Linked DNA regions of Mus musculus: regions 2, 3, 4 and 5 are each linked to region 1. Evidence: chromatin contacts called from public HiChIP or PLAC-seq and promoter capture Hi-C data. All regions are on one chromosome and are shown on one strand. Each heading gives the region's core, a stretch centred on a gene start, on an enhancer-like site or on the middle of the called end of the contact. The rest is flanking DNA. Distances are from core to core; before and after follow the strand shown.

What was found. Promoter capture Hi-C pulls out the DNA fragments that hold promoters and counts their contacts. HiChIP or PLAC-seq counts read pairs in DNA pulled down with a chosen protein or histone mark.
Region 2: a contact with region 1 is called in a promoter capture Hi-C map of pre-B cells, with 7 times the contacts expected there. The contact joins the promoter of Tbc1d8b here to the promoter of Prps1 in region 1. A contact is called at or near these places in 5 of 39 promoter capture datasets (the 3T3-L1 cell line, hippocampal neurons, liver and 1 more) and 1 of 115 datasets of contacts at active chromatin or transcription factors (astrocytes).
Region 3: a promoter capture Hi-C map of liver shows a contact between it and region 1, with 2.5 times the contacts expected there. The contact joins the promoter of Ripply1 here to the promoter of Prps1 in region 1. A contact is called at or near these places in 6 of 39 promoter capture datasets (the 3T3-L1 cell line, 3T3-L1-derived adipocytes, embryonic stem cells and 3 more) and 1 of 9 other capture datasets (adipose tissue).
Region 4: a contact with region 1 is called in an H3K27ac HiChIP or PLAC-seq map of the NIH/3T3 cell line, with 11 times the contacts expected there. The contact joins the promoter of Morc4 here to the promoter of Prps1 in region 1. A contact is called at or near these places in 10 of 39 promoter capture datasets (the 3T3-L1 cell line, 3T3-L1-derived adipocytes, cranial neural crest and 6 more), 5 of 484 Hi-C or Micro-C datasets (embryonic fibroblasts, nephron progenitors and uterus) and 4 of 115 datasets of contacts at active chromatin or transcription factors (the NIH/3T3 cell line, astrocytes, embryonic midbrain and 1 more).
Region 5: a contact with region 1 is called in a promoter capture Hi-C map of the HPC-7 cell line. The contact joins the enhancer-like site here to the promoter of Prps1 in region 1. A contact is called at or near these places in 4 of 39 promoter capture datasets (the 3T3-L1 cell line, the C10 cell line, the HPC-7 cell line and 1 more) and 1 of 115 datasets of contacts at active chromatin or transcription factors (the 230-238 cell line).

What each region holds. Positions count from the first base shown.
Region 1 is chrX:140,453,407-140,458,797 of GRCm38.p6, reverse strand. It overlaps Prps1 (phosphoribosyl pyrophosphate synthetase 1), which reads right to left and starts at 2,195. Exons shown (of 7, transcript NM_021463.4): 1 at 1,935-2,195. The coding sequence starts at 2,056.
Region 2 is chrX:139,682,435-139,687,825 of GRCm38.p6, reverse strand. Tbc1d8b (TBC1 domain family, member 8B) reads right to left here and starts at 2,830. Exons shown (of 21, transcript NM_001081499.2): 1 at 2,516-2,830. The coding sequence starts at 2,645.
Region 3 is chrX:139,779,678-139,785,068 of GRCm38.p6, reverse strand. It overlaps Ripply1 (ripply transcriptional repressor 1), which reads left to right and starts at 2,716. Exons shown (of 4, transcript NM_001037915.2): 1 at 2,716-2,921; 2 at 3,881-3,956; 3 at 4,514-4,578; 4 at 5,057-5,388. The coding sequence starts at 2,758. The coding sequence ends at 5,357.
Region 4 is chrX:139,868,355-139,873,745 of GRCm38.p6, reverse strand. Morc4 (microrchidia 4) reads left to right here and starts at 2,092. Exons shown (of 17, transcript NM_001193309.1): 1 at 2,092-2,474; 2 at 2,604-2,676. The coding sequence starts at 2,373.
Region 5 is chrX:140,981,521-140,986,911 of GRCm38.p6, reverse strand. It overlaps Atg4a (autophagy related 4A, cysteine peptidase), which reads right to left. Exons shown (of 13, transcript NM_174875.5): 2 at 523-633. Among named protein-coding and RNA genes, the nearest start is that of Atg4a, 27 kb to the right of the region's middle. Within about 2 kb of position 2,026, at least 36 of the 459 cell types and tissues checked have an H3K27ac peak or open chromatin away from gene starts, as enhancers often do. A contact at or near this core is called in the HPC-7 cell line, where this site is marked.

The DNA of each region.
Region 1 (5,391 bases), core at 946-3,445:
CTTAATCAAGATTAATCAGTAGAAAACTATGTTGTTCTCTTCTCCCATGACCACCACCACAAATATAATCTCAGTTTCTGGTGTGTTGCATTCTGCAAAGGGCAGAAGGATTAACAAACGGACAAAACAGTCCTCACATCACCCCCCCCCAAAAAAAAAACATAGAAGATTTAACCAAAGTGGCCACAAAACCCCACATTAAATTAAAAAAATATTCTTATCCCCTAGCTAGGCTGTTCTCAAAGTCTGGGGCTGCTCTGCTTTCTTTGAGGCCCAGGAGTAATAACGGTCAGAGATAAAAACAGCAGCTTGCACACCTCTTTTGACTAAGGTATTGCCTGGTTACAGATGCTTTCAGTGTTTGCACTGCCATTTGCATCACAATTAACAGCATGCTAGTCCTGGAAGCAGCCATTATTACAGATGAACTTTAACTAACACACACAGAAACAATTTAAAGGAAAGACTACAAGACGTTTAGAAATAATCAGAAAGAATAAATCTTATGTAATTTAATTGATCATTGGTTTAAAAAAAACTGACCCCTAACAGCTGACTGAAAGATTGTAGACTGTGGAGGTAGTGATGGCGCAAGTCTGCAAGCCCAGTACTAAGCAGGCAGTGAGAAAAGCAAGAGGATAAATGTTTGAGTCCTGTAGACTACCCCCCAAAACAAACAAACAACCCTAAAACCAAAATTAAAATAAGTGAACAAAAAAGCATTATTGTTAGTGTTCTTGATTTCATCTACTACAGGAAAACAATACAGTGCTCTAGAGGATCCTGTATATAGCTGGAAGGGGGCACTAAAAGAAGCACGGTCCAATAGTGCATGTGGATGATGACTGGGGCTAAGACAGTTCTGTTAGCAATTTTTCGGAGACCGTCTCACTACATAGTCCTGACTAGTCTAGAGTTAACTATGCAGACTAGGCTTGCTTCAAACTTGCTTCTCCTGCTCTTGCCTAGTGGCATGCGACAGCACACCAGTGCTGGGCCACGAGTTTTATAGCAGAGCACCAAAAAGACGACATTCAAATTTCCCTTTGCTGTTTGAGCTAGCTCTTCCACTGCGTTATTATTTTGTCACTGAACACTCACGTGTAAGTCGTTCCCTAAATCCTCACGCATTTAACACTAAGAAGTGGCTACAATGGAGGAGGGGCGGAGTGCTTGTATTATTATGTCTGCCAGTAGCGGAATTGGAAACCGTCAAAAATTCGAATTCTACAACTAAGGTTTCCCTATTTTTTTGGGATGACTTAAGCTGAGATGTCGAAGATCAAGGATGTTGAGCTCAAAGCAACCACTTTACCCCATCTACTGAATTTAACTTAAGGGTGGTTTGATTCCTCGACAGACAGGATAGGAAAAGCCGACACCGTGCCAGTCTAAGGGAACGTGGTAACGTTTTCGCGCCCTCAGAACACAATGTTTCCCAAGACCAAACCAGAACGCTACCATTTCCAACCAAAAAGCTTTTCAAATCTAGGAAAAAGACCACGATGGGGCTCAGAACGCCATAGGTTCTCTGATGTACACCAGTCGACGCGCGGAAAGTGAACCGAATCCAATCTACTGGCTCCACAGTGAAGCGACAAGCCACGTGTCCCCATGCCCAAAGCTAAGCGCCCGTACACCTCCAGACATTCCAGGAGGCCATTACCCCCCGACATTAGATCCTCCATCCCCAACCCCCAAACGTAGCGGCCTCAGCTCCCATCTCCATCTTGGCTCCACCTAACCGCGCGCAGCGAGGATGAACGCGACCCTCTCGGGAGGTAAAATAACGGAACAACCCGCGAGGCAAGCTAACCTCTGCTGCCCCTTTCTGCCCATCCTCTGCTGCCAGGAAATCCCACGGCCGCTCCATCCCCCGAGTTGCCATGGCCTGGGCAGGTCAGGTACACTCAAGGTACCAATTGCGTCCTTACCAGGTCTCCTGGTTGCTGAATTTCTTAGTCACCACCTTGCCTAGCTCAAGGCCCAGGCGGTCAGCGATTTTCTGGGATAAGTCCTGGTGGGAGCTCCCGCTGAAGATTTTGATATTCGGCATCTTGGGTAACTACCTCAACGTGCTCAGTGGTCGCCGCCGCCGCCGCTGCCAACACGGGAACGGAAGTCAGCAGGCAGTCTGAACACCAACAGTACCGCGTTGCTACTCCGCCATCTTACATTCCCGCCCAGCGCGCGGCATTAAATTGCCCAGGGGGCGGGATTACAAAGGAAGTTCTCCACCCAGCCTTTTCTGATTGGTTGGACGGGTGTGAGGGGCGGAGTCTTCCGGTAATGTTGCCGCCCAACCACTCTCTGGTAATTTGTTCAGAGGCGTGAAACGGGTTAAATTAAAGCACTTTTTACATCACAAAGATAGCCACAACGCAGGCGCATCGCAGGCAAAGGGCTTGTTTACCAACTCTAAATACCAAGTGTACTTTCTACCTGGAAGGCAAGCCCTAGGGGAAAGTGACTGAAGGTGAGTCACCCTGGGACAATGCGAGAGAAAGTTAATGTTTTGTCCTTATCACTGGATTCTAGTTTGCTCAATTAGAGAAGGAGTGTGGCTTTCCCCAAATATCTGGGTGATAAAATTATGATTAGCTAAAGATTGGAAGAAGAAAAAGTAAAGTATTATCCATGAAGAACCCTGAAAGAATCAGCATAGTGTTTAAGTCTGCCACAATTACAAGGTAATCTGGCTAACCTAGCCTTTTACACACGCTAACTGGACCAGTGCAAACTTGTGCAAACTAGTGCAGACTCTGTTTTAACAGTATTCCAGACAGCCATGAATTAGATGTAAAGGAAGAGTCACACAATTTTAGAATAAAAAAAAAATCAGTACCAAGGTGGCATACACCTTTAATCCTAGTATTCTGGAGGAGGCAGGCAGGCAGATCTATGTCAGTTCTAAGCCAGACTGATGTACAAAGGGAGTTCAGGGCCACCAGAGATATATAGTGAGATCTTGTCTCAAAGCAGCAACAATCAACAAAACCAAAATCATGACTACCAGGTATGGTGGTACATGCTTATCATCTTAACACTAAGGAGACTTAGTCAGGGGGGATCATGAGTCCCAAGCTAGCCTCGTACACACAATGTGACTCTGAGCCAGGCGTGGTGGCTCACACCTTTAATTTCAGCACTCTGGAGGCAAAGTGAGATCCAGGACAGCCAAGGAGATACAGAGAAATCCTGTCTCTAGGATTAAAGGCATGCAGCATCACTGCCCAGCCAGGCTTTGACAGCTGGGCACATTGGAATTATCAGCACTTATGAATTGGGCTTATCTCTATGAGTTCGAAGCCAGTCTTGTCTAGTGAGTTCCAGAACAGCTAGAGCTACATAGAGAGCCCCCTGCTCTCTCTGTATTGTTGCTCTTAAAATTGTCCGGCAAGGAGCTAACCCAAACCACTTTGGGGACTGAAGAGATGGCTCAGCGGTTCAGAACAAGTATTGCTTTTGCAGATGACCCACATTTGGTTCTCAGCACCCACATCCAAGTGGCTCATAACTGCCTGTGATGTCTCTGCCCTCCAAGGGCATCTGTATTAATATGAAACATTGTGAAAAATAATTTTAAAAAATGAATCTTAGAAAAAGTGGGGCTGGAGAGATGACTTAGTGGTTAAGGGCACTAGCTGCTTTTTCAGAGGACCTGGTACTCCCATGACAGCTCACAACTGTGTGCATGCCAGTTCCAGAGGATCCCACAGTCTGACACAGACATATGTCAGGGCAAAACACCAATGCACATAAAATTAGAAAACAGTAATTTTTTTTTTAAAAAAAGAAGGTTTGTGAAGTATACTCTTATGGTGGGTTCTGTAGGTTTAACATAATTCAGAATAAGTGCTCTGATTGCCTATATATCAGGCCCTCTGGAGCATGGTGATATAAAGAGTGAACAATGCGCAATCCTCTACCCTTAGAAGGCACAAAATACAAAAGAAGCTTAATAGCTTGGTATGGTGGTGTGGCCCCATAATCCCAGCACTTGGAGGTAAAGAAACAAAATCAAGTTGAGGATCTAGAAAGGATCTTGCAGGGAATGGGTCCCATGAGACCCAGGCTGGTATCCTGAAGAGAAATTACACAATAAGGTAAAACCAAAACCAAAGAAGAGGCTTGGCAAAGGGCAGGCATGGTGGATGAATGCATAGAGGGGGAGTGGGGAAGGGAGGGTGTGTTGAGAGATCAGGCGAGATGAGCATCAAGAAGCTACGCTGGTCTTCCTGTTACTAAAAGCAGTGTAGTTTCAAACAAAGCATGGTGGCCCATATCTCTAATCCTGCAGGCAAGAGGATTATGAGGTCTAGGCCAGCCTCAGCTATATATAGTAGTGAGAACCTGTATCAGAAGGGAGAAAAGGAGGAAAGCTGCAAAAGAGGAAAGGAAGAAAAAGAGCAGAGCCAAATAAATTAGGTGTGGTGCATGCATTTAATCCCTGAGGCAGGGGGAATCTCAAGTTCTTGGCTTCCTAGCAAATTTGACACCAGTTTGAGTTACATGAGACCCTGTCTCACAAAAGAAAAGGCACCAGGGCTAGAGAGATAGATCAGTGGTTAAGAGCACTGACTGCTCTTCCGAAGGTCCCGAGTTCAATTCCCAGCAACTACATGGTGGCTCGCAACCATCTGTAATGAGATCTGACTCCCTCTTCTGGTGTGTCTGAAGACAGCTACAGTGTACTCACATACATAAAATAAATACATCTTTTTTTAAAAAAGCTTCTGATTCTCAGACCTTATTGCTTGAACTTGACTCCACTCTGTTGGCTGTCTGGCTCTCAGGAGCTTGAGCTACATCTTTAGCACCCCGAGTCTCCAAAGGAGGTCTTTGTACACCATTAAGTAACAATCCCAGCATGTGGGAGGCAGAGTCAGGCAGATCTCTGAGTTGGAGGCCAGTTTCCTCTACAGAGTGAGTTCCAGGACAGCCAGGGCTACACAAAGAAACAAGTAACGTAAAGTAACAACAACAATAACAACAACTAAGTTTAAAAAAAAAAGAAAAGAAAAAGAAAAAAGAAAAAGCACCAGTCAGATGGCTCAGCAATTAAAAGGGTTTGCTATGAAACCCCACGTAGTGGCTATTCTTGGTTGTCAATTTGACTATATCTGGAGTGAACTACAATCCAGAATTGCTGGGCTCACATATGATCCAGATCTTGAGGCTGGAAGACACAAGTTTCTGACCTGGATCTTGGCATGGAGATATTGAGGCATAGTAGCCATGAAAAGCTTAGGCCCAGGCAAGGTAGTACATGCCTTCAATCCCAGGAGATTGAGGCAAGGAGATCTCTGAGTTCAAGGTCAGCCTGGGGCAAAACAAGTCCCAGATCCAGAGTTAGTGATACACACCTTTAATCTGGACCACACCTTCTGC
Region 2 (5,391 bases), core at 1,581-4,080, 770 kb after region 1:
TGGGGGTGGGGATTACTCCCAATCATCGCATATCAAAGAAAACAAATTTTAAAGTACAATTATTAACATTTCTCAAAGGTCACTGTCATTTCTCCATTATACCAAACATAAACTAATCTTATAAAGGGATAGTACGTAACACGACAACATATCAAATACATAAAATGGGCAAAGGCAGGTTTATGCTGGCCTATACTGATGCTCTGATGAAAGCTAATGGAAATGAGGACAGCACAGCTCTTAGCTCCACAAGTTTAACTAAGAAGGCAGTAGTTAGGCAGCCATGAAAATCAGCATACACTTTTGCTCTGAACCAAACGGAACAACAACAACAACAAAAACATTTAAAATATCTCTTTGCTCCTTTTTGAGTTATTTTGTTAAATTTATATGACTTTGGTGGTTATTTCAGGCATGTTATTGTCACAAGGAAAACAGTCATGCAGATACAAATTGACTATAAGTTACTCATCACAGCACATATCTGCAAGTGATAGAAATTTTCATTTATTTCTTCAGACGAAGTTCCTTGTGTTCTAGCAATGGGGAACTAATAAAAGAGGTGAGTGGGGTAAAGAGAAAATCCATTTTAATTGACCTGTTTGATACCACAGAGAAAGGGGGATGGGACCCTCACAGATGTGAAGGGGGAATGGGTTGAAGAACTTTGGGAGGGGGGACCAGGAGGAGGACAACATTTGGGATGTAAATAAAGAAAGTAATTAATTTTAAAAAGAAATTTCTATTTGAATGAAACTGTCATTTCAATGAAAACTTTTCTCTAAAACAACTTGTAATTTTTAAAGTTCAGGAAAAAATGTAAAATGCTACTTTTATTATAGGGGCAATTTTTGTTCCCATACTGCCTGAAGGCCCTTTTTAGAAGTTGGATAAGTCAGATGATTGTTAGTTGTAAAGTCATATATCTCATAGGACATATGAATTCTATCCACATTAGAGGAGGCTCGCCTTAACATAAACATACCTTTATGAACATTATCTTACAGTTTACACGCATATCTCCATAGAGTAAGCACCATTCTTTTTAGCCAAAGAAGATCAATGTCACATAAGCCACGAAACTTCTTCCTTCAACCCTTCAGTAGTCCTTTGGTTCTGATTCTATTTTTTTCTAGTAAACTAGTTAATCTTCCTAGTCTACTTCCACCCTCCTCTCTCAACCCAGCACTTTAAAGGCAGTGACCAAAATTATAATTCTAGCACAAAGTGGTACCTTAAGATTGCATATATGAGACTTTATACCCCATCATAGGTGGAATCAAGAGTGGTAAGGCAGGAGTGGGTGATTGGTTGAAGGAGCACCCTCATAGAGGCAAAGAGGAGGGGGGCAGGGAGATATGGGATAAGGGGGTGTGGAGGGGAAACCAGGAAGGGGGATAACATTTGAAATGTAAACAAATAAAATGATCAATAAAAAAAGAATCTCAGAAGAGAAAAGCAGTTTAAACCCACCATAAAAAAAAAAGATTGCATATATGAAAGAATTTGATCAATGCCATCCAACAGGCAAGAGGTAAGGATATGATCAAAATTCAGGTGGTCAGATTTTTGCTTCTTCCCTCTACATCACCCTCCCCAAATTAAGCTGCTCCACCACTTCAAAGCCCTAATACCAAACTAAGAATTACCATGAAAAACAGCTCTTGTCTCTCCAAGGTCCAAATTTGTAAAAAGCCCCTATGGAAGACTAAGGATCTAAAAACAGCCTTCTTTGTAATCTTCAGACATGGACCAGTTTTGAATTAAGATTAACAACTGTGGGAGACTGGCTTAGAAGAGTTGAGTCTCCTTCTTGTTTAATTGGTTTGGTTTACACATCTTTGAAAGAAGGGGCAGAGCCAAACTCACTGGAGAGAAATGTACTCTTAGAAGAATACAGGGATTCCAAGGGTTGAAAACTTGGATATAGCAAAAGACGCGAAACTGAGAGGAGGTGAGTAATTCTGAGGGCTACTCCTTCACTTCCCCAGCATCAAGCAGCCCCATGCCCCGACCCAAATCTCACTTGCAGCCTCTCTCTCAAGGTGTGATTGGGGCACTTCGTTCTCCTTAGGATTCCCATGTCCTAGCAATGCCCCTCACACACTCGCACTCACTCCCTAGGGTGGTGATTATTTGTATAGGTTTTGGAAAAAAAGTTAAGTCCACACCCGCGAACCCGCTCTCCTCGCCTGTCTTAACGGGACTAGTCTAGCTAGCGCACTGCACTGCCCATCAGCCCCCTTCGCCATGGGAAGCGACCCATCAGGTACTGGAAACCCCCTTAGCTTCTCCTATCGCGGTAAGACCCAAAGAGCAACTGGGAGTCCTGTGCAAGACAGTCAGGACGCGGTGGTAGCAGAGGAAAGGTGGTGGCGGGAGCAGAATTCCCCAGTCAGTCGCCCTGGGTTTAAGATGAGGCAGCGGGCAGCGACGAGTAACTGTTTGCCTTGCCACCTATTCAGTGACAGCGGACCCAGCCCTAACGCAGGTGTAGCTGGCCACAACCTCTTACCTGTAAGTCCCCCTCCTCCTTCTTCCCCGTAGCCTCGACGCCTTTGCAGGACAAAGTACTCGTTGGATCTTTCCATCAGCCACAGCTTCAGCGCATTTTTCAACAGCACTTCCTCGGGCTTCAGCCACATCTTGAAGAACTTTGTGCCGCCTCGGGAACGGAGGCGACCTATTTGTCCTCCTCACCTCCACCCTCCCAGCCTGTCTTTACCCCTCTACTTCTCCTCCCACCAAGTCTTCCGTTGGCGGCGGCGCCTCCGGAGGTTTTCCACACTTCCCCCAACCGTGCCTTCTCTCCCACGTAGGCAGAGAGAGTGCCAACTCCCTCCCACGGAGCTACTGCCAGACTGGGAAATAGCCCCGCTTCACCTCCTCTTGGGAGTTGTAGTTTTCTATCCACTTTTCCCGTACCCGGTCTAATATAGCCCTAGACTACATTTCCCACAATGCACTGGGTTACTAGTTGGGTGGGTTGGGGGCGCCTTTGAGGCGCTCCCGCCACCAGTTAAGTGAGTTTAGCCTGTGTAAAGTTAAAGAGGGTTTTCTTTTGTCTTTTTGCTTCAAATAAGCTAACCCCGTGTATGACAGCAGTGTTCCTAGTTCTTTTATAGTGAGAGGACTAGTTTGTTGAAAACAAAGTTTCCGGCATTTTTGAGTAATGGCCCATCCAGGAAGCAGTAGCCTGCAGCAACTTCCATTTACTTTGCGCCTATTAGGTAGTAGGTGATTTCTCAGGTAATCCTCAGGGAAATCTTTCAAAGTGGATCCTCCGCTTTGCTCGCTAAGCGCTAGCAAGCGAAGTTACTTACCCACGCTCTCACAGTGGGTGAATAGACTTGTTATTCAAAAGCCTTGCCTAAATTAAATTCTGTCCATTCATACCAGAAGAATGTAAATCTCAGAAAACACTTCTTCACACACACACACTTGCGATTATCCCTTCCCCCATGCTGCCTCTGTTTATTTGACTACTGGCTGAAAAATCTCTACTCCAACTTTTTAGGTATTTCTTTTTTTTTTTTTTAACCTTAAAAAACAAACAAACACCCGAAATTCCTTGCAGGGCAGGGCAGCCTATTTTCTTGATACCTTGACAATGCTGCACAACAGCCTACGCACTAAAATGAAAGAGTTCTGCTGTGAGGAATTATTTGAGGGCTGGTTGTTGTTATTGTTGTTGTTAGGATAACTCAATCCCGACAGGAAAAGAATAGAGTGAAAGTGAAAACTGGCTTACAGAAAGAATGCAAATAAAAGGTCCTGAGAAGTTGGCAAGGTATTCAAAATAAAGATATAGGGCCATGTGGCTAAGACAATGGACTGGGACACTCAGACTAGGAGTCCTGGAGCCAGTGAACTCTGCCCCAAGGAGTGTCTCCAGGCTAAATCTTCCAAGACTTGGGCGGTTTCTGGCGAAGCAGGTATATGTCACAAGCAAGTATTTATTTTTGTGGAAGAAAAACGCAACCATCACCACCACCAACAAAGCAAAATCCCAAGGCAGAGTGTTTCCTAGCGCAAAGTCACCCTTTGAAGGTGTATTAAGGCACATCGTTTCTCCATTTCTTCACAGTAAAAGGTCAATAAATGCAGCAAATGTGGATAGCCTTTGTCTTCCTTCATTTGTACAGTTCCAGCCGCCATTGTCCGTCAGTATGCTTATGGTTCTAGTTATGGCAAAGAGCATCAGGATTGGATGGTTCCTTCTCTGTACGCTGAACCCAGCCAGGGCTACCCAGATACTCTGTCTTAAGATCAGGCCCACTTCCAGCTTGGAGCTGGAGCTGGGGATTTAGAACACTTTTGCATTTATAAACAAACACTTCACTGATTGTATAAAGAAAACAGTTTTCAAATTGAATTATGTCTATTGCGCTAAAATTTGTCTTGATCATAATGTACTTCAAGTCTTTGCAAATAATTGTTTCTCTAAAACCACATTTAAAATACCATGGCATTCTTTTCATTGTCCAATTATGAATATTCCTGTAAAATACTTAGGAATTACAAACAATCTTGAATATCGCTGCTGATATTGTCCTGGAACTTAATGTATCGCATGCTATGCTCATTAATAAGTGTCTTAGTTAGGATTTTCATCGCTGTGAAAGGATACCATGACCGAGGCAACTCTTTTTTTTACTTATTTTATTTATTTACATTCTAGCCATTGCCTTCCCTCCTGTTTCCCCTCCCACAATTTCTCATCACATTCCTCCTCCCTTGCCTCCTAGAGTGTGCTCCCCACCACCAGGCATCCCCCTTCCCTGGGGGCCTCAAGTCTCTCAAGGATTGAGTATATCTTCTCCCACTGAAACCAGACCAGTCAGTCCCCTAATATATATTTGCCAGGGGCCTTGGACCTGTGTGTCTATGCTGCCAAGGCAACTCTTATAAAGGACAACATTTAATTAGGGCTGGCTTACAGGTTCAGAAGTTCAGTATATTATCATCATAGTGGGAAGCAGGGTAGTATCCAGGCAGTCATGGTGCTGAAGGAGCTGAGAGTTCTACACCTTGTTCCAAAGTCAAACAGGATAAGACTGGCTTCTAGGCAGCTAGGAGAAGGGTCTCAAAGACCACCCCCACTGTGACACACTTCTTCCAAAAAAGCTACATCTACTCCAACAAGGTCACACCTCCTATTAGTGCCATTCCCTGGGTCACACATACTCAAATTACTACATGCTACTCCCTGGCCCCCATAGGCTTGTACAAACCAATGAGTCTCTGGGGACATACCTAGCCATAGCATAATGCAAAATACATTTAGTCAACTTCAAATGCCCCACCCCCATAGTTTTTAACAGTCTCAACAATGTTAAAAGTCCAAAGCTCAAAGTCTCTTCTGATGTTTATCCAACTACTTCACTGTAA
Region 3 (5,391 bases), core at 1,467-3,966, 670 kb after region 1:
GTTTGGCTTTCGTCCTTCGTTCTCTCAGTCTCATCCCTCCTTTTAGCAAATTTCCATAGAAATTTGGGGATAGCATTCCCTCTTAGAGCCAGCATCCAGCTCCAACTTAAAATGCAGCATCAGAGAGCTTGGCCCAGTCCTAGGTAGAGTAGCCCACTGGGCTCATTTCACTTCCTATAATAAACCTCTGTTTGTGGATGGAACATACAGTGCCAGGCCCTTAGGTGGTTGAACTGTTAAAAAACAATTTACTTAGATTAAGCCAAAACGAGTCTTCCTTTAGCTGCTATCAATGGGCCTCTCTGTCTTTGAAGTCACACAGGACAAGTATAATTCAGTGCGGTCCAATCCTCAGGTATTTCAAAATGGCTGCCACAACCCCAAGAAATTTCTTGTTTTGTGGATAAATGTTTTATATATACAGTTTTATTCATCAGTTAAAACAGATAATGTATACTGTTTTTAATATATATTCTTTGGATATGTATTCAATATATATTTGAACTTCTCTTGCATATGTAGCAGAGGATGGCCTAGTTGGCCATCAATGGGAGGAGAGGCCCTTGGTCTGGTGAAGATTATATGCCCCAGTACAGGGGAATGCCAGGGCCAGGAAGTGGGAATGGGTGGGTTGGGGAGCAGGGCAGGGGAAGGGTATATAGGGGACTTTGGGGATAGCATTTGAAATATAAACGAAGAAAATATCTAATAAAAAAATCAATAACTAAAAAAAAAAGAGTGAAAAGCATAAGGTTGAGAAATATCCCTTAGAACTAACCCGTTTTGATAAGGAAAACATGTGGAATGTACAGAATGCACAGCAGAAAATGCTGTTCAGTTTTCTTCTAGGTAAAAGAAAGGATAAAGAACATATTTGTGTTGTAAAAACATAAATGTCATGTTTTTCATGAACTGAGAAGTTATGCAGCCTATATTCACCATGCCTTCCAGATCAGCCCCACGTCCATAGTAACTCAACTTTGTGTTCTCATTCATTTATACTTTTTGGGTGGAAATTGTTTCAAAACATCATGATATAATAAAGGAGGTAAAACTTCGCCTTACTCTCTTACTCCCAGAGCCAACAGTTGCAGCATCCTTCCCTCTAACTTTTTAATTTTTTTTCTGTGCATTCTGTACATTCCACATTTTTTCCTTATCAAATGGGATTATCCTAAGGGATATTTTCGAAACTTGCGATGTTTTTCACTCTTGAACACACTGGCTGTTTACGCATTCTTCCACCAGAACATTCTTCCACCAGGACAGTTTTAATATGAAGTCGTTTTCTTTCTTTTTTCTTTTTTTCCCTCTTTCTGGGAATAGGGGTTGAAGCCTGCTGTGTGTTTGCTCTACCACAGAGCCATATCTTTAGCTCTGTCCTTAACTTTTTTTTCTTTGCTGTACAGATCTGAATAAGGTCGGAAGTCATGCTGAGTGGCGATCAGTGGGGTCTCCATAAGAAACCCATGGACAAAATTCGTCACAGCATTTAGCATCCAGCTTTCACAAGCTTGTGCATTGATGACATGATTTTGACTATCTGCTTAGTATGTGATTACAAGATTGGCCACAATTAATAAATCTAATGGGTTTCCTATTATTGGACACTGAGGTTGTTTCTAATTTCTGACCATTACAAGCCAGGCTGTGATGAATATTTGAGACACTAAGTCTGGGCAGGTGCTGGCCACTGAGATCAGGAGAAATATTTTTGAAACCTCTAAGCATGAAGTGCTTGCCAGTTGTTGTAACTGGAAGCGTTTTGGCAAAGGCCCAAAAGCTGGCTAATGCCAAGGACTCTGCCTCAAACCTTTTGGCTCTCTAGGGTCACTAGTCATTACCCAGCTCTTTGTCACAGAGGGTTCAGGTTGGCAGGGCCTTGGGGACCCACTGAGCCAGCACCCTCGTCTCACGTGAGATGAGGCCTGGGATGGTCCTTTGGCCAGCCAGTGCTGGGCAGAACCCTTCTAGTCTCCAGCACCTGGGCTCCTAAACTAGAAACTGAGCTGTGGCATTTGGAATCTGCCCTGCAAACTCCCTGGGCCCGCTCTGCTCCCCACACCACACCACTCTCTGCGGAGGCGGTGGAGGGGCTTTAGGAACTTTTGCAAGTCAATTGAGCAGGGAGAGGGGTGGGGAGGGAATTGAAAAGATGACTTGAGGTTTGCCCAGCAGGAGACTGGACAGGCCCCACCCAGAACCCTTCTTTATCCTAAGCCACATGACATACTTCGTGGCAGTGACCCCGTATCAGGGACCACCTGGCAAATCTCCTTGGGATTTGAGCTGAAAGAGCTGGTGAGTCTGTCACTCTTCTTTTCTCACTGGGAACCAGCTTTGCTAAAGGCTCTTGTATTCAGCCTTCTGTCCCAGACAAGCCTGGCTGCCTTTGGGTACTAATGAGAGCCCCTCCTTCCCACCTTGGGTCCTGATCCTGCCTGGGGAATTCACACAAATGGTGTGAGATTTATCCCTTCTTTATTTTCCTTACTGACTTGGAGCTGTAGCAGACCCCTCACCTCCTCCCCAGACCCTGTTTACTCAACTGGGAGAGATTTCACACCCAAGAACACAGCTCTCTCTCCAAGATCCCCCTCCCTAGATCTTTACCAGCATCCCTCATCCCCCATCCTTGCATTGCCTGAATAATTGATGAGTCAAGGCAGGGCTTATAAAAGGGTCTCTAGGGGAAAAGCCAAAAGAGTGCTGAAGGTTCTGAGAACTGGAAGAGCTGTCTGGCTTGGTGTCCCAAGGATGGACCCCGCTGCCTCTCCTGCTGCTGCCCCTCCTGCTGCCCCTGCTGCTGCCCCAGCTGCTGACCCTGCTGCTGACCCTGCTGCTGCCCTCCCTGGCCAGGCCTTGGCCCAAGCCCCTGCCCTAGCACAAATCAATGGACAAGAAGGTGCTAGGAATGAACGGTAAGTGCAACTTAGCCTTTGACAGTCTGAACCCAGGCTTAGGGAGCTGCGGGCAGGAGAAGGTGTGACGCCCATGGTGGTGTCTGGTTCTCTTTGAAGGGGAGAGACAACAGAGAGCCTCAGCCCTTCTTCTATACCTTTGGCTGGAAATAGTTTGCCTCACGTATCATTCCAGGTGACGGGGAAGGGCGCTGAGAGAGAGAGAGAGAGAGAGAGAGAGAGAGAGAGAGAGAGAGAGAGAAAGAGAGAGAGAGAGAGAGAGAGAGAACATTGCCAAAGCTGGAAGCCAAGTAGCCTGAGCTTCATAGGGAGTCCATACAATTCACTGAGGGAACAGGAGAGGCTACTGTGGAAGCTAGGCTTAACGCAACCTGGACTATGGGACCCAGATGGTAGCAGGTAACATAGAGTGACAGGGCCAAAGTCTGAAGAGGCCTTTTGTTGGGGGGGGGGGTTGCTGCCTCTGTCCTGAGCATGCCACGTTTCCTTTTCCTTGTCTCTGAGAGTCTAGAGGAGAAGCAACAGGCCCAGGAGTATTCGAAACCATTTCTCTAATTAGGAAGATGGCAGGGTTCTGTTCTCAATTCTTTGATATCAGAAGCTGGCAGTAAGATAGATCCTCCCTATACAGCAGGCATTCTCTTCTTCCAAACATTTCATGTTCACATTCAATCAACATTTGCTCAAGCCACTCCTTGCACAAGGTAATGTACTAGGGCTTGGCTAGGGGCAAATGTGCCCATACATATCTTTCATCTTAGAAGGGCTCCATCAGACAATGACAAAGCAGTGGGGTAAGAGCAGCGATGACATTGTTGGAGCAGAGAGGAAGGGTATCTGTCCCAGACTTGGCTCAGTTGTCAGGGAACCAGAGGAGTCCTGGAGCACATGGCTTGTGAGTCAAACCTTCAGAGGAAGCCTGTGTTTACATCTTGTACCAATTTATCTCTTTGTCACAGGGCAGCTTATCTTTGGAGACCCTGGCTGTCCTCTATAAACGACCAGCCAAGGCAGGCGAGGAGTCTGGTGGACTGGGTGAGTTTGATGCCCTGTGACATGTTTGCACAGACACTTACAGCCATGTCCCTTCTCAGAAATCCCCTGACCCCAGTCCCAGGATGGACAATCTGGGAAGGCATTTTGCCAACTCTGCTAACATTTCATCCCCACAGTAGCTCTAGGAGGAAGGCAGGACCAAAGCTTCCATGACAAATGAGACTAGGAGATCAAAGCATAGCGTGGGTAAGGGACCTGGGCTGGACTCGCAGTCAGTGTATTATGTATGGAGCTGGTGCTGGGATTCAGGTCCCTTGGTGCCTTGCCTCAGAGCTTACTTACTCTTCTCCCTGAATGTTTTGTCCTCTAAGAGAACTCTGCCCCCTGTATCGCCTCCAAATGGGCACTGAAAGAAAACACTCCCCCAGGACTTGTTTTCAACCAGCTCGAAGACAGACCCCTTGCTGTAGGGCAGGGCTGGGAGGTGGCTGGATCCCAAGGCATGCCTAAAGCATGGAGATTGTCAGAACCTGCAGGTTTCTGACTTTTCTATGGGAGAGGCAGTTAAGCCACATGCTCGCTTTTGCTTTGGACAGGCTGATAATAGGGCGACAGCGGCTGAGGCTGCCAAGACTGACTCTGACTTCCATCACCCGGTCAGGTAAGCTTCTGGCGTTCAAGTTCAGACTATGACAAATAGCCACAAGCACTGCATACGCTCATGACAAGGCCATGATGCAGGAGGAAAGAGGCCATGCGACTTAATAGGCCAAAGTGACTTGCCCCTGAGGCCCTCCCTGTCCCTGAGCTCTCAGAACGAAATCCTGTGATTCCAACCAATGAAAGATCCCTTAGTAGGAAAAGAGGCACTGGAATGACGGAACTGTTAGTGAGGCTGGCACTAGAGTTGTGAGGCTCTGGGGTGACTCACTGTACCACAGTGGTAGGCCTGTCAGAGGTGATGTCCCTTCCGGGAACCATTTTGTAGCAGTTGTAAAGGTTCTCTGCTAAAGCTCCTTCTTCCCTCTCAGCCTTTCACTGCAGCTGGTGACTGGCTTGGGCTTCTTTCTTGGCCCTACTGGCCCTTCTGCATTTGAGATTTGCCTAAGGTAGGTGCCCTGTTTCTTCTCTGTCCACAGGCTCTACTGGCCCAAGTCCCACTCCTTTGACTACCTCTACAGTGCTGGGGAGATATTACTAAACAACTTCCCTGTCCAGGCCACCATCAATTTATATGAGGATTCTGACAGTGCAGACAATGAGGAAGACAAGGAGGAGGAGGAGGAGGAGGAGGAGGAGGAAGATGATGAAGAAGAAGAGGAAGATGAAGACAAAGATGTCAATGAGAATGAACCAGAAGTGTGTATGGGGGTATCAGAGGCCACAACACATAAGGCCACAGCTCATTCCCCTGACCCACACTCGGCCTGTCCAAATTGAAGCAATCCCAGATATACTTGGCACGTTTCCAAGG
Region 4 (5,391 bases), core at 843-3,342, 580 kb after region 1:
ACAAAGTAATTTCAAGGCCAGTCCAGGAACCTCAATGAGAATCTATCACAAAATAAAGGATAAAAACTGAGCTGGAGAGAGAGACATAGTTTGGTGATGGAGGGACAAGACCCAATCCTAGACACGTGTACTCAAAACGCTCAGTATGGCAGAAACGAAAATCATAATGTGGCAACACCTCACTCTAGTTAAAAATGACAAAATGAGAAAGAAAACAATTGCCGGTGTGGATGTAGAGAAAAGGAAGCCTTTACGAACTGTTGTTGCGGGTGCAAATTAGTACATCCATTATGAAAAAAAAATGTATGGAGCTTCCTCAAAACATTTAAACATAGAATTACCTAGAACCAGACACAGAATTATCTAGAAATCCCCATTCAGTATACATATCCAAAGGAAATGGCATCACTATAGAAGAAGAGACATCTTCACTCATGTTAGTCACAATGGCTACAACTTACATTTTTACATTTAACTTAAATGTCTAATAACAGGGAAACTGGGAAGTGGTTGAGTAAGGCAGTCATCCGTAGAAGGTGGCCAGCAGCTTAAGTTGCTGGAAGGACTAAAGGCTGGTACTTTACCCATCAATAAGGCATCTATAGCTGGACGTTTTTGAAAAACGTTTTCGTTACAAACAGAAGATAAATGTAATGCTGGGCGTGGGGGCCCTCCCTGATGTCTGAGCATATGCTGAGGAAGGAAGATACAGAGCCAGAGGCCTGCCTGAGCTAGGTAATGAGTGTCTCAAAAACAAATCACTCAGTTGGGAAAGCGCTTGCTGTGCAAGGAAAAGGACCTAAGTTCAATCCCCAGACCTCGTGTTCTTAAAAAAAAAAAAAAAAAGGAAAAAGCCAGGGTTAGTGTCCTTTTGTAATCCTTACCACCACCACCACCACCGAGAGAGACGGAAATAAGCAGATTGCTGGCTGGCTAATCACCCCATGCTTACTTAGTGATTTCTAGGCTGTTGAAAGACCCTGTCTCAACAAACAAGATGATGACCTTTGGCTTCCATGTACAAATGGACACGTGAAAACCTCGCCACCCATAAGAACACATATACACCTGCGTGCGCGCGCGCACACACACACAGAAAAAGGAGTCTGGAGAAGTGGCCCAGTTGGTAAAACATTTGCCATACAAGTCTGAGAACCCCAGTTCAGATCCCCAGCACCCACATAAAAATGACTGCAACCCCAGTGCTCACAGGGTTGGGAGTAGTGATAATGGTGGTAGGGGTGCTTGCGTAGTGTGCCCTTCCAGGACCTGGGTTTGCTGTCAACACTACATGATGACTCCACAGCACAGGTAAATGTAGACTCACAGCAGGCATGCCCTTTAAAAGTGGAATATAGGGGCAGGGAAATGGCTCAGGGATGAAGGTGCTTGTCACAAGACCTGAGAACCCCAAACTTACAGAAGGTGGAAGGTGAGAACTTAACTCCCTCAAATTGTGTGCTGATCGCCACACGTGCACACAGACACACAATCACACAAAATAAGCAAGCGCAATAATTTTAAAGACTGTTGAAAAAGCATGGCTGTGTGAGTTTGGAACCGCAGTCCCAGAGACACCAGGCCTTCAAATGTCAGTGGTGTGCAAACGATGCGCCCCCAAGAGCACAAACACACAAAGCTGCATATTACTTTATGCGCATCCTATAACATAACCAACCCCCTATTTGCAGCGAGTAAATTCAGTTTCTCCTACTATAAAGTCTCCCTGCCGGTTTGAAGGATCGGTAGGCCGTTTGCCAATTGCATTCTAGAAAGTTCCTGGTGCTTCCATAAGCTTTCGAAGTAGCTAGTGGGAATAATTCCCCTTAGCTCCAGCCTATCTTCCCAGATAGCAAAACTGCAGTCCTTCGAAATTCAAAGACTTGTCTTATCCTGCCTGTTAGTCATGAAGCCTAAGTGGGACTCCAGAAATCCCATGCACGCTCTCCCTCCTCTTGCCACATTCCCGCCCCTCCCCACGCACCGCCATCCCCCCTCCCCTCGCGCTTTCCCGCTCGGCCGCCTGGCCTATGGCAAACGCCAAGAATTAATTAGGGGCGGGGATGGAGGAGCGTCTGTCAGGAGATCGCCATATTTCTGTACGGCCCAGGGGCAGCCCTGGCAGTCGGTGGGTCAGGAGAGGTGCTGACAAGGCGGGGCGGGCAGACGCTGGGTTCCTCCGGCTTCACCCCTCCCGCTGGGGACAGGTGGCTGCAGCGCGCCCCGCCTCTGCCAGCTGCGAGTGGGAACGAGAGAGGGCCAGTCCGGGACGGCCACCGCCAGCTGCGAGTCGGGGGACAGCGCGATCTAGTGCGGGGACAGCCGGCCCAGGGGTCCGGCAGCAGCAAACCGGTATCCTGGCGGCCAAAAAAATGCTCCTGTACCGAGGGGCCCCTGCGGGCCCCGGAACGCCGGGAGGCGGACTGGCCCGGGCGGGCAGCGTCCCGCAGGCCTTCAGGATCCGCCTGAGCACGGTAGGTCCGGGGGCCCCCGAGGGGACGGACTCGCGCGAGCGCGCCCGGGTCCCAGGGCTGCGGGGGGCGCGCGGGGAGGGCTGGGCGAGCTGAGGCCTCACGCGGGACGGAACCTTCTCTCGCCCCCAGATGAGCCCCCGCTACCTCCAGAGCAACTCCAGCAGCCACACGCGACCCTTCAGTGCCATCGCGGAGCTGCTAGGTGAGTGACGAGGGCGGGCCGGGTGGCGGGTCGCAAGCCCGAGGCAGAGGTGCCAGCGTGGTGCGGTGGACGCAAGAGGAATGCACGAGGCGCGTGGGGCGGGTCCTCTCGGGACGGGCTGGGGGAGCTCGGCCACCGTGATCTCTTAGGGAGGGGGACAGGGAGGGTAGGGTGGGGTGGGATGGGGTAGGGTGAGGTGGGGTGGGGTGGGGTAGGGGGGCGACGGGACTAGATCGTGCCTGGAAAGCCGAGGAAGCGAGGTGTGTACTAAGAGTTTGGTAGGGTTCCCGCGCTGTTGTTCTGTCTGGATCGTGATGTTCCAGTCACTTTAGGATTCTTAGTTAATAATCAAAGAGCAATGCATAAAAATATCGGGCCCCGAAGCGACTGGATTTGACCAAGGCTGGCGACCGACAGAGGGCCCCAGGCTGGCAAAGGAACAGTGCAGAGGGCCCTGTAGAGTAGTTGGAAAGATCTGGAAATGACTTCTTTAACTTTAGAGACTTAAGTCTAGGAATGATGGGCCATCTCTTAGATGATGACACGAGTGCATTTGGCTCCCGGAGACTGCAGAGGGCTGGGTCCGTAGTCCACGAGCGCCCTCACACCGCTGGAATGAATACGGAGGCCTTAAGGACTTAACCTCTGGGTGCACCGGTGCTCGCTCAAAAAAAAAAAAAAAAGGAAAAAAATTCACTTGATTCCTTAGAGCTGAGTGCATCGCTTCTGCACTAATGTACTGTTCAAAAGGCAAAGATGAAAAGCAGTTCTGCGCAAAATGCAGCAGAGCAAGCACATTATAAATATTTCAAAAACTGAAAGAAGGAAGACAGATTTATATGGCTAGTTAGCACAGAACAAGACTCTTGAAAATGGTTTCAGAGCCACATGAATGAACCCCAGTGGGGACGTAAGCCACCACTGTGGCCATGCCAGGAGACTTGTTTTCCTAAAGATGTCGGTGAGCCACAGGAAGAGTCAGAAGAGTTATTTGGAAGGTGCTGGAGGATTCTGATGATTAGTTTGGCTATGAGCCCAAATGGTATAGAGTAGGTTGCTGATTGCTTTCTAGAAAGTTCAGGAGGAAAGTAACATTGATGATACAGCTTGAATTTCCAGACTGAGGTGACTCTATCGTTTAGGTTTTCCCCTATGGTTTTTTCTTTTTCTCCTTCCTTCCTTCCTTCCTTCCTTCCTTCCTTCCTTCCTTCCTTCCTCCCTTTTTTTTTCTTTTGAGATAGCGTCACATTATGTAGTCCAGTTGACCTGAAATTTGCTGTGCAGATCAGGCTGGCAGTCAGCACACAAAGATGTGCCTGTGTCTGCCTCCCAATGCTAGGATTATAGGCTCTTGCCACTGTACTCAGCTCACTGGATGGTATTTTTAAAGCATTAAATTAAAAAACATAGACCTGGGCTAATGTGTGTATATTATGTACATATATGTGTATACACAGATTTTCTTATAAAAAAAAAACCAAGTCACAAATATTAACAGGGAAAAGGAACATCAGAGTGTTTATTGATAATCCCAAACTTTCTTTTTTACTTTTTCTTCAAGTGTTTTCTCTACTTCCTCATGAATTTTTAGGAAATCACTCATTTGATAAACATTTATTAATCATCTACTATGCACAGGGTCACCAAGATAGGTAGAAAAATGGATATGACCAAGTTCTACTTTATTAACAGGTATGATGAAACATGTAAAAAGGTTTTATCATTTCTGTAGCAACCTAGTAGAAAAGGACGTGTGCAAAGAGAAGCACACACGTGCTGCAGGCGTACAGAAGAGGAGGGACTTAAGATTATCAGGACCAGAAGGGGGGTCAGAAAGACTTCGTAGAGGAGGGGACACTTGAGAAGAGATTTAAAGGGTTGGGACATGTGGATATGGTGAGTGTAGGGACATTCCACTCACAAGTAACAACTGGATGAGCAAAACCATGAAGAATATCCTCTAGGTCTTTGAATTTAATTAGAGCACTGAGTTCACAAATAGGAGACTGTACACCTTTAAAGAGTTTACAACAGGCTTTCGAAAATAACGTTGTAGCTTTAGCCTTGGAAGTGGGTGGCATTTTTTTTTCTCTTTCCAAGTTGAGTAAACAAAGGTCTGGGAAATTAGTGTACTTTTCTAAGGTTACATGTCTAGTAAGTGACACTTTGGGCTGCAAGCACAGGTCATTTTACTTCAAATTCCAAGTAGGAAATGAGGTTAGAAAGGTGAGCTGGAACCAGGATGTGACTGGGAGGCTTGGCATTTGACCTGTTAGCCTGACAAGGAGACGTCCTGATTAGATCTCTGCTTCAGGATGGTTGGTCTCACAGGAGTGTAGCTGGAGACGTGGATTTTAATGACTGGTTCTGAAGCAATTGCAGTAATACCAATGAGCAAGAGTAAACCTTGTGTACTAAGAAAAGGACCTTAAGAGTGGGAAGAGCAAGATACAACAGAGCCTGAGGGCATCTAGAGCAGAAGGACAGATGGATTAAAGATGACTTTTAAAAACGATTTCTTTTTTTATGAGTATGAGTGTTTCACCATGTATCTAAGTGTCCCACATGCATGAGTGCAGTGCCCATAGAGGCTAGAAGTAGGTGTTGGTTCCCCTCGAACTGGAATTATAGACAGTTGTAAGCCAACATGTGGGTACTGGGAACCAAGCCCAGATTCTCTGCAAGAGCAGCAATTGATTTTTAACCACTGAGCTA
Region 5 (5,391 bases), core at 777-3,276, 530 kb before region 1:
CTATCTACTGCAAGTAGATACAAGTTCTATATAAAACCAGAATCAACTATGACAATGCAATTATTAGAAGAAAATCTGAAAACAGATGATTTCTTGTGTCTGATATTACTTCTGACAGTTGTGTTTGTGTGGAAGAAGCACAAGGACATGATAAGAATAAAAACTGTATAGCCCAATGACTAAATCCTGGCTAGTAATACTATGAATGATTGCATGTGTTTGAATCCTATGTCTCCTGGAATGGGGACAGGACTTCTTTACAGAAAAGAATAAAGATATGTTGCTTTTGCAAAATGTTCAAACAAAAACCCAAATCATGTAAATGACCTGCTAAGGTTTCTCAGGGTCTTGGAAGAAACTGTGAAACAAGCAAGTTTTCATTTGCTGCTTAGTAATCTGTGTTGCAGTAGTTTCAGCCCTTGTCAAGACAAGGTTTTATCAATCCAAAAAGAAAACTGAGAACCTCTTAGCCTCAGGCATCCATGTTAGCTGGGTCCTCCCCACCAGTGCCACCAGGCTTACCTGTCTTAAGGGGGTGCTGCTTCCCCAGAATCCATACCAGCTCATCTGTATCCGGGAATTCTTCCAGGTAGTCAGGGAAAATAAGAATCTGGTTTTCATACTTGGACATAACTAAAGGAAAATGAAGACACATAAACACATTTTCAGAGATACGGCTTACTCCTGTGATTTGCTGACTTCTGCCTTTGCCCTGAAAGTAAAAATGTCATCAGGTTGATGCTAAAGGAATATTTGCTAAAGGAATATTTAAATATATTTGAATATTTGAATATTTAACCATAGATATTTGAATATTTAAATAAGTGGGTGCACAGCCAGCACTTTATTGAGTGAGCCACCTTTCAAGCTCTTCATACTTCCTTTGACCGTATTTTCATGATCCCATTTAAATGATATCTGAAAATCCGCATGCCCAGATTTAGTTTAAAACTTTTCTTTCACGGAGCCTTCTTCATAAACAGCCCCTTAGGTAGCTTCTCCCCACAAAAGTAGACCAAGGTAAGATGGTAATACTGGTACACTTGGCTCTTGCCTGTTTCCATAGAAATATTTCAAGGTTTATATGGTGAGGTTTCTAGGAGCCAAGGAGGCTGCATTAAGACAAGAGAATGTGGAATTGTAAGGATGATAACATTATAGCTAGAAGACTAGGTATTTTTACAGTGTTTTTATTTTCCATCTTACTTACATAATGGCTTATACAAAGAAGGCTCTTGAGGCTGATCATAAATAGAACTTGTTCCTGAGAGTCACAAATGACTATTGTGGTGTTGTGATATAATAAGAACTATATATTTGCTCTCTGTCCCCATTTTCTGGCACACAGCTCTGAAAATCCCTGTGATTTCCTGAGCACCAGGATGTCAGAAGTATCTTTTTTTGTTCTATTATTTGGCCTTTGACCCTAGTTCTGGACTCTGAGCTCCAAATCCCTTGAAATTTCCTGGGTGATGAGAGTACCTTCTGTTCTAATACGGCTGCTCTTGATGAGCACTCAGATGTGGCTAGTCACCTGTAAAACTAAGCAATGACTGAAAGTGTGGAAACTTCATTCCAATCCCTACTCTGCAGGAAGGGAAGAGGTTAGAAATGGAATAAAAAGTAGCTCACGCATGCACCATGAAGCTTCTATAAAACATTCCCGAATGCCACTGTTTGGGGAGTTCTGGATATGTTGAACACATAGTAGTACCTACCGAGGGAACAGAGGCATCCCCTCCTCCACCTCCCATACATATCTTCTGTTTGGCTATTTATCCGCATCCTTTGCAATGTTTTTTTTAAAAAAAAAATGTCTGTAAGTACTTCCCAGAGTTCTGTACGTAAGCCTTGCAAATGATTAAGCCACAGATGGGGAGAAATGGGGGACAGCCGTTGTCATGGGGACTACACTTTATAGCTAGTTAGTCAAAAGAGGAAACCACAAGCTAGGACTAATAGCTGTTATCTCAAGTGCAGGCAAATCGAGACTGAAAGTTTACTCTAAGATCTGACCCTAACACCAGGTGGACTGACACTGTAAAATCAAATTAAATCATAAGAGACACTGTTGGTGTTTGCTAAAGAACTGGTTCGTTGAGAACCCACCCCCTTTGGACACAAATGTTTTCAGGGTTGCTGAGTGTGGTAACTATGAGTACCAAAAGCCAGTTTTCCTGTCACATGCAGCTACAGTTAGCTCTCAATTCAAGTGAAATAAAACAAAATCTCATGAATTCTCAGGCTATACTTTCAGAACATACAAGGTGTTCAAGCTTATGTTCACTTTTATGGGAGGGAAGAACGGGTCTGCTCAAAGACTAAAGACAGATCCATGTAGGGGCCCTGCATCCAAATGATTTCTAAGTCATTTTCTTCTGTGCTAATAATGAGAATATAGGTAGTAAATAAGTTTCTAAGCTAGCATGTCAAAATCTGTTTTAATCTGTAACCAGAAAAACAAACTGGATAGTTATACTTCACAAATTTATGTCTTTGCATGAGAAAATACATTGTGAGTTGAAAGCAAAGGCATGCAACATTTACCATCTCTTAGTTTTGGACGCTCCCTACCCCCTTTCCATAAAGAAGCTGAGCAAGAATAGGGGCCCCTTTGTTCAGCCGCCAGAAGCTACAAGGGCTCTCCTAAAGCAGTCCCTAAATGTCCCCTGGGTGTATTTTCCTGTGTGAGCAGCACTGTGGGATATGCTTAAGTCACTTGAAAGGCCAGATTGTTTGGGATTTGTTTTCTAATTTAGAACCATGTTGTCTTCATAGAAATAAATGTTACTAAGTATAAAGGAGCCCTTGCCAAACATGAAAGCAGGTGTCTCTGCTCAAAAGATTTGGTCAGAGGTTGAAGTCATAATCCATGCAATTACTTTTAGAAACACAGCTAAGTGGGTGTATTTTCTTGAAATGTATCACAGAACTCTTGTCTTTCAGGAATTTAAGTAGCCCTTCTCCTTTGGTTTGTTTTCATTACTAAGATTATAGGCTCTGTAGTGTTTCAAACTTAAAGAAGTTAGATATGAGATGGCTATCTCATTCCCCAGAGAACATTCTGCCAGAGAACCTGTGCCCTCTTAACCTCTCTGCCTCTGGCCTCGGGCCCTGGCCCACACACAGGAAATACCAGGCTAAAAATGACCATTCAGGTCAAGCTCTTCCCAGGAGGTGGTGGGTGACAGAGGCAGGGCAAATCACACGGTGTACCTCTCACCCTACCCTCGAGCCACCACAGGCAGGAGAAACCAAGTGGAAATGCACACCCAGTGCTCTTCCACGGTGAGAAAAAAAGATAATTTTTAAGGAGCTTGAGAGCATCATGGGAAAAGTGATAGCCTTGCATGCACCCTTTGTGGGGACAGATGACACTAGATAAATGTACAGCATGTATACATAGAAACCTTGGATCTGTTTTTAGTACAGGCTGAAGGAAAGGAGTCCTCTATTGCCGGCCCTGCCACCATGAGTCATTGCCCAGCTATCTGGTCAAGTTTGGTACAGCCCTTTAAAGTCTGTGACAACTGCCCTGCTTCATTTAGGATGGCTCTGAATAAAATGGTAGCCAAAGAATTTGACTCTGGCTCTTTACCCATTCGCAAGCTGTGCTAGGCATGCAAGAAGATCATTATAGCTTCTATTTGTATCCTTTCTCCTCTTAGAAGACTCCCAGAATGCAGTGTGTCTGTCCTCAGTAAGTCCCAAATCAAGGCTGCACATATAGAACACAGAGTGGCAGTGTCACTATGTCTAAGTGCACCTGGGAAAGGAAGAGAATAGGTCCAATGCCAGGAGGACCAAGACAAAAGACCAAGCTACCTGAGAAGCAGTTGAGGTGGTGAAAAACAAAGCAAAACAAAACAAAACAAAAAAAACCCCTCTCATTTCTGACACAATTTCTTTGGACTAACAGAAATCCCTTTCGTTCTTCTCACCCCACAAACTACATTTGGCTAGCCTTTCAAATTTAACAAATCAAATAGCAAGCTTATAAAGCCTTGTTCTTGCAAGTTGTTCAAAGGCAGAAATACAAACCTGCAGTTTGCTTGGCTAGAATTAACAGCTACTGGGCCTAAGCAAAAATAAACCCCACCTTGTTACATACCACGTTAGAATAATTATTGTACTGACATCTCTACTGAGTTAGTTTAATGATTAAATCAGGATTTCCTTTAACTTCTGGAACCAAAATGCCTCCCAAGGGGCTCTGTATACATGTTGGGGCATGTCTTTGCCTCCAACCCAACCGGGAGATCTCTTCCATTGTCTGCTTGGTAAAGCTCAGGAATGAGAATCATGTGTCCTGAACACTGGACACACACACAGCCTTGGAAATGTAACAGCTGCATGCATACATGTGTTTTCTAGATTCTCAGGACTATCACAAGCTTTTAGAAATCCTCAAGGTGTCTTATCCCTCTGTTTTTCCTTGGATGCTTCCTGGTTAGTTAGCTGGGAAGGTTAGCTATTGCTTCAGGCCACTGAAAATTTGTGTCTAATGGTTTAAAAAACAACACTCTGGGTAAAAGGCTCTCTGCAACCCACAGTCAATGTCAAATGCATAAGGCTTATAAGTGGGGTCTTCCAAAGAGTGACTAGACAGATGACCTGGCAATAGGTCTCTACAGGGGCCATAGTGGCTGTAGGCAGCTGGATTTTCTGAGACTGGAAGCATTGACTTTCAAGGATATTATAGCTACGAAGTACAAGTCCAAAGGTGTGAGGAGAACAAGTTAAAAACACTCCTTCCCAACATGTTTGTTTTCCTAGATACAAGGCCCCTGTATTGGTGCAAGCCTTTTCATTTACAGAGTTCTGAAGAAACTGAGTCTGACACACACTGCCAGTTGTTTTTGTTTTTTTCATTACCATTAAGGAGCGAATATTCAGAGGCCCTTGTTCTGCTATTTTTTGATGATGTCATATTTTCCCCAAGGACTGACTATATTTTCTCAGGGTTATTTTAGAAAATTGCAAGTAAATGAAAAAAAAATACCTTGAAAAACAACACACACACACAAACACACACACAGAGTTTAACAAAGACACAAAACAAGACTTCAAGATACTGTGAACCTTGTGCTAAAAAAAAAGAAATACCACAAGCTCTTTAAAGTAGAGTTAAAAGGCCACAGAATCTCAGGGCCAGGAGGAATTTGTAATACAGGTTAGTTCCCTATGGGTTCCCTTTCTTTTTCTTTTTTTCTTCTTTTTTATTATTAGATATTTTCTTCATTTACATTTCAAATGCTATCCCCAAAGCCCCCTATACACTCCCCCTACCCTGCTCTCCTACCTACCCACTCCCGCTTCCTGGCCCTGGCATTCCCCTGTACTGGGGCATATAAAGTTTGCAAGACCAAGGGGTCTCTCTTCCCAATGATG